2 separate regions of the Rattus norvegicus genome follow, and region 1 is linked to region 2. Evidence: chromatin contacts called from public Hi-C data. All regions are on one chromosome and are shown on one strand. Each heading gives the region's core, a stretch centred on a gene start, on an enhancer-like site or on the middle of the called end of the contact. The rest is flanking DNA. Distances are from core to core; before and after follow the strand shown.

Region 1 (3,008 bases), core at 475-2,974, 270 kb before region 2:
CTAGCTGGGCTGCTATGTCTGGTTTCAGTGGGAGAGGAAGCGCCTAGCCTCAAGGAGACTTGATGTGCCAAGGTGGCGGGATACCCAGGGGGCCCCTCACCCATTCAGAGAAGAAGGGGAGGAGGGTTGGGAGAGGGATTGTGGGAGGGGGCAACCAGCAGGGGCCAGTGGGCAGGATGTAAGTGATAAGTAGATGATGATGATGAGGAGGAGGAGGAGGATGGGGATGATGGGGATGGTGATGGTGATGATATGTTTTTGGAAAACTGTTGGTTTCTTAGAAAGAAAACCATTATTAAGTTGTTATGAGAGACAAACAAGCACATATATCCACACAAGAACTGGAACATGGATTCTCACAGTGGTTATAAACAACAGCCCCAAATGGGAACAGGTGTCTGTCTACTACAGAGTGGTAAACTGCCGGGAGCGCTGCAAAAGGGAAGGTATGACACAGTTCCTGCTCCTAAAACACGGCCAGGACATTGATCCCCATGATCCCACATGCTGATGGTTGCTGTTGCCCCAAAGTTGGTCGACTGTTTTTCCTTCCTTCCTATCCTCCTTCCTTCCTTGGGAATATACTTCCCCTCCCCATTACTCAGAGCTAATTAACGTTGCCTGTGAGCACTGAATGTACTGTTTATTATTCATTTGTCATTAACGGATGACAGGGACAGCGGACATCTTCTCTGAATAAAATAGACCTTTCCAGTTGTTTAGTTACAAAAATTAATGAGAATTTAAAAATAACCTCAGTACTGTATTTTAACAAAACAGGAATCTTCACTGAAGCCTGGTATATATTAATTTGCTACTGTAATTTAACTAAATGCTAAATGTCAACATTGTTCAAATTCCAGTTACTAAGAAATACCATAAAGCTGAAAGCCAAAAAGTTGCTATTCCATGTACAAATATAAATATTCCATGTACTATATAAATAGCATGAGGTTGGTGACTTACTTACATGCCTTCTTTCAAAATCTGTATGGTTGGTTACTGTGCACCTGTTACTCAGTTTAAAAACACATTCAAAGCAAGTCTGTCCCTTAGTGATAAACCCACATGAAATTTCACAAAAATAAAGGCATTGGTCGACAGAATGAAAGTGCACTAGAGAAATAAGCAGTGGAACGCAGTGGGGTTAGCTGGCCGTGAGAATATTCACAGAACTGACACTGGAGAGAATGCCGTCAGCTTTCTCCTGGAGTGACAGTTATCTAACTTGACTCCCTGGTTACTTTCAACTTTATTCGTCACGTACCCGGCAAGCTACAATTATTGTGACCTGGGTTTCGTCTTCATACTCTCCAGTACACACGCACACGCGTGTCTTCCTCATCTGGCTCCTGCCGACTTCATCATCAGCCCAACTGGTCCTGCCACCCTAACTCCCTGCTCCAGACTCAGTTGGCACCGTAAGAGGAAAAGACATGGCGTGCCTTACCTCCGTGTAGACTGCGCTCTACGCAAGCGAAGAGGGTCCTCCAACCCTGACTGTCGAGCGGACAAAAAGCTCAACATCTCGGTTCCACACACCGGCTTGAGGCCGGGATGCCGCCATGACAGAGCTTGGAACGGATGCAACAACACGGGCTCCCATTGGCCAATTAGCGATGTGACGTGACCAAAGGAGAGCGGCGTTACTGGGGGGCTCCAGAACGCCGGGCAGTGGGCGGGGCTTCGTGTGGGCGTGTCCTCCCGTAGTGGGAGAGCCCTAGGACCTTGAGCTGCGCGCTAGCATGAGCTGGTGGCGGGGAGTGGTGCGCTCTGTTTGGAGTGCCTTGTCCAGGGAGGTAAGGGAGCACGTGGGCACGGACCATCTGGGGAACAAATACTACTACGTCGCCGAGTACAAGAACTGGAGAGGTGAGAGCGAAGAGCGGCTACCGGTCGCTGCGCGTCCCGGGCGGGTGGCGTCCGCCGTACTTTGGAACCGGGCCTCGGGTGTCCTGTCCAGGGTCCGAGGACTTGGCGGTTACCTTGGGCTACGAAGTCTGGACCCAGTCTTCCAAGAGCTGCCAGAGGGTCTGGGGACAGCGGGAAAGGCTTTGAGTCAGTGCCTAGCCTTGGTCTTCAGACGCCGGTTGTGCGCAGAGTTTACCTTTCCTCTCGGCGCAGCGACTGGGGTGCTCTCCCTATCTGTCGCCGTCCTTGTCAACCTAGAAGTTTCCGAATACACTGATCCATTCTAATTAACCGTTTCCCCTATCCCTTGCAAGGAGTCTTGAGTCCCAAGACCCTATCCAGGTTGATTTCAGAAACGTCTATGTAAAGCTATTTTCAAGAACTGGAATGGTTTAGTTAAGAGGTGTTCTGTTACAACCAGGCGGTGTTGGATCACGCCTTTAATCCCAGCACTCAGGAGGCAGAGGCAGATGGATCTCTGAGTTCGTGGTCAGCCTGGTCTGTAGAGTGAGTTCAAGGACAGTCAGGGCTACACATAGACCACCCCCACCCCCCAACTCCAAGCGGGCCACACAGTGTCTTTTATTTTTCTCTATTGCTCCTGTATAGAAAGCCTCAGAGAAGTTGGGTCAGAGCTTAAGCGCTGACTCAGGCATCTAAAGCTCAAGTCAGTTATTCTCACCTTGTCTCGGTGGTCTTACATGAAAGAGATAATAGTAGTGTCTGTCCCTACTGGGACACTGTATTTCATTCATTTCTCACAATATTAACTATGTTAAATGGTAATATAAAACTGTTTTACTTAGCTTTAAGAAAAGATTTATTAACTGTATGTGTATCGCCTGCATGTATGAGTATACACACTAATTGTGTATCTGGTGCCATAGATGTTGGAACTGGATTAATGATAGTTGTTTAGCCACCAAATGGATGCTTGGATTTGAACCTGGGCCTTCTGTAAGAGCAGCAAGTTCTCTTAACCTCCGAGCCATCTCTCTTGCACCCTTATCCCTTTTCTAAAACTTACTACCTTGAACGTTTTTTGCCCCCTGAGCATTTAATTATGCTGCCTCTGCTTCCCGTATCCAATCAATCGC
Region 2 (3,267 bases), core at 85-2,584:
TTAAGCCTGCGGCTTGGCTGAGATCTAACCAAGCTCTGCAGAGTGCGAAGAACAATGTCCGCAGGGTTCCCGGTTCAGACGGGGACTCGATTCTCCGCCTCCGCTGGCGCCCGGGCACCGTCTCCCAGCGATGCTCGCTCACTCGTCTTGTTGCCCTGCTGCGGGAGGACCCGCCGGTCGGGCGCCGCCAATGCTGCAGGGAGCGCGGCGCGCGCCCGGAGCGCCAAAGACTCCAGGTCCCAGCCCCGCCGCAGACTCCAGAGCGCCCGCGGCCGCTGTCCGCCACTGGGCGGCCGTGAGCGACAACCGTCTCGCGATCGAGAGTTTGCGCGATCCTCTGCCGGTGCGAGCGCTCTAACTGGAGCGGCCCGACCCCTGGGTCTGCAGCAGGTCGCGGAAGAGGGCGATTGGGGCTCCCGGCTGAACCCGGGCGGGCCAGCTTCTTTGCCCGAAGGGTTGAAAGAGTGCGAGGGCGGGGCAGCGTGGCCGGCTCCGGACGCGCGTCCAGCGGCTGCGAGGCAGCATCCGAGCGCTCTGCGTGTCCGGGCGCTCGGTCGGCTCGGCTCGGCTTCCTGGCCTGTCACCGGGCTGGAGCGAACCCGGGACTCAGGGCTGGGTGCGCTGCAGTTACGCGGGGCAGCCGCGCCCCTTCCCCACCTGGGTCGGCAAAAAGTGAAGTGGAAAACAGTGGCTGAGCTCAGCCCTCCTCCCTATCCCCTCGTGCCGCAGCCACGGCCGAGGGTGGGGGAAGTTCGCTCCGCCGGGTTGGAAGGAAAGCAGGCGGCCTGGGCCGCGCCTCCCCCGCCTTCCTCTGGGCTGCGTCCCCGGGGCTTCACGCAGCATTTCTTTGTTTTGAAAGCGCCTCCTCCGCCCAGAGGCTTTTCCCCGCGGGGCCGGCTGACTGGGGGGTGGGGCATCGAGCAGTCGGTCCATCCTCCATTTAGTCCGGAACCCTCCCCCTACCCGCCCCGCGGCGACCCACGAGGAGCGTCCTCACTTGGCGGACATCAAAAGGGAGGCAGGGCGCTGGAGGGCTAAGTTGAGTAGACAGGGGGCGCAGAGACCCACCCACCCTCCGCTTGGCAGACGGCCCGCCCCCTCCCGCGGGAACCCCGCCTGAGCCCCGCCCCCCGCGTCACAGCAGCCTGACATTCTCACAGCCCACCCGGCACCCAACCCGGGCGCCCCCGCCACCCCCGTGTCCACGGAGCGCTCTATTTATGTTTCAGCCCAGTGATTTGCATAGGCCCCGCCCCCTCCCCTAGGTTCTCCCTATCGGCGCTCCTCCTTGGCGACGTCGTCACCGTATAGGCCACACCTCCCGTGCCCCTACAAGGAGCGGCGGGCCCTAGATGGCAGCGTGGCGTCGCCACGGCGTGTGCGTGTCGCGCTTCCTTGTGCCGTTTATAGGGTCCCGGCACTTCCGCTGTCGGGTTAGAAGCGGCGCGGTCATGGCGGAGCGCGGACAGCAGCCTCCTCCCGCGAAACGGCTCTGCTGCCGGCCGGGCGGCGGCGGCGGCGGCGGCGGCGGCGGGGGTAGCAGCGGCGGCGGCGCGGGTGGCGGCTATAGCTCTGCCTGTCGGCCCGGCCCGCGGGCGGGCGGTGCGGCGGCGGCGGCGTGCGGGGGCGGCGCGGCGCTGGGACTGCTGCCGCCGGGCAAGACCCAGAGCCCCGAGTCTCTGCTGGACATCGCAGCGCGCAGGGTGGCGGAGAAGTGGCCGTTCCAGCGCGTGGAGGAGCGCTTCGAGCGCATCCCGGAGCCGGTGCAGCGCCGCATCGTCTACTGGTCCTTTCCCCGCAGTGAGCGGGAGATCTGCATGTACTCGTCCTTCAACACCGGTGGCGGCTCCGCGGGCGGCCCCGGCGACGACAGCGGCGGCGGCGGCGGCACGGGCGGCGGCGCGGGCGGCGGCGGCGGCGGCTCCTCATCCTCGCCGGCCGCCACCTCAGCCGCCGCCGCCGCCGTCGCCGCGGGCACCGGGACCCCGTCGGTGGGGGCGTCCAGCGCTGCGGACGGTGGCGACGAGACGCGGCTGCCCTTCCGCCGGGGTATCGCGCTGCTGGAGAGTGGCTGCGTAGACAACGTCCTGCAAGTCGGTGAGTCACGGGGCCGCCGCGGGCCGTCGGTCCTTCGGTCTGTCCTCCTGTCCCTCGGGGGTGGGGGAGGGAAGGGCCCCCTTCGTTCCTCTGGGCCGCCTCGGGCCGGGCGCGCGGTGCAGCGGTGGGGCGACTCGGACTGTCCCCGGAGCGGAGCGCCCATTTCCTCCCGCTGGTCCCCGCCCCCGTCTCCCCGGACGGGCTAGCGCGAGTGGGAAATGAATCAGCAGGACGCGCCCCTCGGCGGCGGGGCGGTGGGTGTCGGCGTCCCGGTCGTCTGTCCCGCAGCTTGAGCGCCGGTGTGCGGGGCGGGTGTGGACAAAGGCGCGGGCGGCCGCGGGGCTCGGGCTGGGGCGTGCGGCGCGGGGGAGGGGGCGCCGGCCGCAGACAATGCCGACCGGGGCGCTCGCTCTGCGCTGCCCGGCTCGCGTCCTTTCTTCTTGGCGCCGCTCCGCGCCCCGCGGTCCGAGGGAGGGAGGGGGGGCTGGCGAGTCCCTCCGACACCACTCGGCCACCGCTCCGCTCGGGGCTCCGACGGCCGGCGCGTCCCGTATACTCCAGCTGCTTAAGGTGTCTGCGACTAGCTCCGCGGCGTCCGCGCCGGGTCCCCGAGCAACCTCTGTCGGGAGCGACGGCCGGACGGGCCGCTGAGGGGCGCTGCTCGCGCTTCTCCATCCCGTGAGGTACCGGGCTGCCCGACTTCGGCCTGCGCCCGGGGTCCGGGTGCGGTGCTGAGGGAGCGGGCAGCACGGTCCGACGCCGTGACCCGCGGCCGGCGTCTGCACCGAGGGGCCCCACGGCCCCTGCGCCGCTGCGCGCCCCGCACCACCCGGCACTTTGTTCTCCTTTCGGGTTTATTTGTGCCCCTTTCAATTTTCTGTCACCCTCGGTAAAGGGGAAAGCAAACAAAAGAACCTCTTTATTTCTTTTCAGGGCTTGTAAAGTAGAAGATATTTGACAAAGGCGAGAGAAGGACTTGTGATTTAAAGCTGCACAGCCCTTCTTTCTCTGACAGACCAGGAGAGTTTTCTCAAATCCCTCTGCTTTCCATGGGGCTTTTCTTTTTATTCTGTTTAGATATCTTTTCCAGCCATAGTTATGGGGACGTTTGAACTAGATTGAAGTGAACAATACTGCAGCGCAACCTCCCTTTCCCCATATTTTATCTCC

The links. A called contact is a pair of places that touch in the nucleus more often than the background predicts.
Region 1: a contact with region 2 is called in a Hi-C map of the A7r5 cell line, with 4 times the contacts expected there. The contact joins the promoter of Ndufaf2 here to the promoter of Zswim6 in region 2. A contact is called at or near these places in 7 of 12 Hi-C or Micro-C datasets (the A7r5 cell line, the Rat2 cell line, Schwann cells and 4 more) and 1 of 1 datasets of contacts at active chromatin or transcription factors (oligodendrocytes).

The regions. Positions count from the first base shown.
Region 1 is chr2:41,379,479-41,382,486 of GRCr8, reverse strand. It overlaps Ndufaf2 (NADH:ubiquinone oxidoreductase complex assembly factor 2), which reads left to right and starts at 1,724. Exons shown (of 4, transcript NM_001399052.1): 1 at 1,724-1,872. The coding sequence starts at 1,746. Ercc8 (ERCC excision repair 8, CSA ubiquitin ligase complex subunit) reads right to left here and starts at 1,586. Exons shown (of 12, transcript NM_001107650.2): 1 at 1,451-1,586. The coding sequence starts at 1,527.
Region 2 is chr2:41,110,406-41,113,672 of GRCr8, reverse strand. Zswim6 (zinc finger, SWIM-type containing 6) reads left to right here and starts at 1,334. Exons shown (of 14, transcript XM_039103499.2): 1 at 1,334-2,097. The coding sequence starts at 1,353.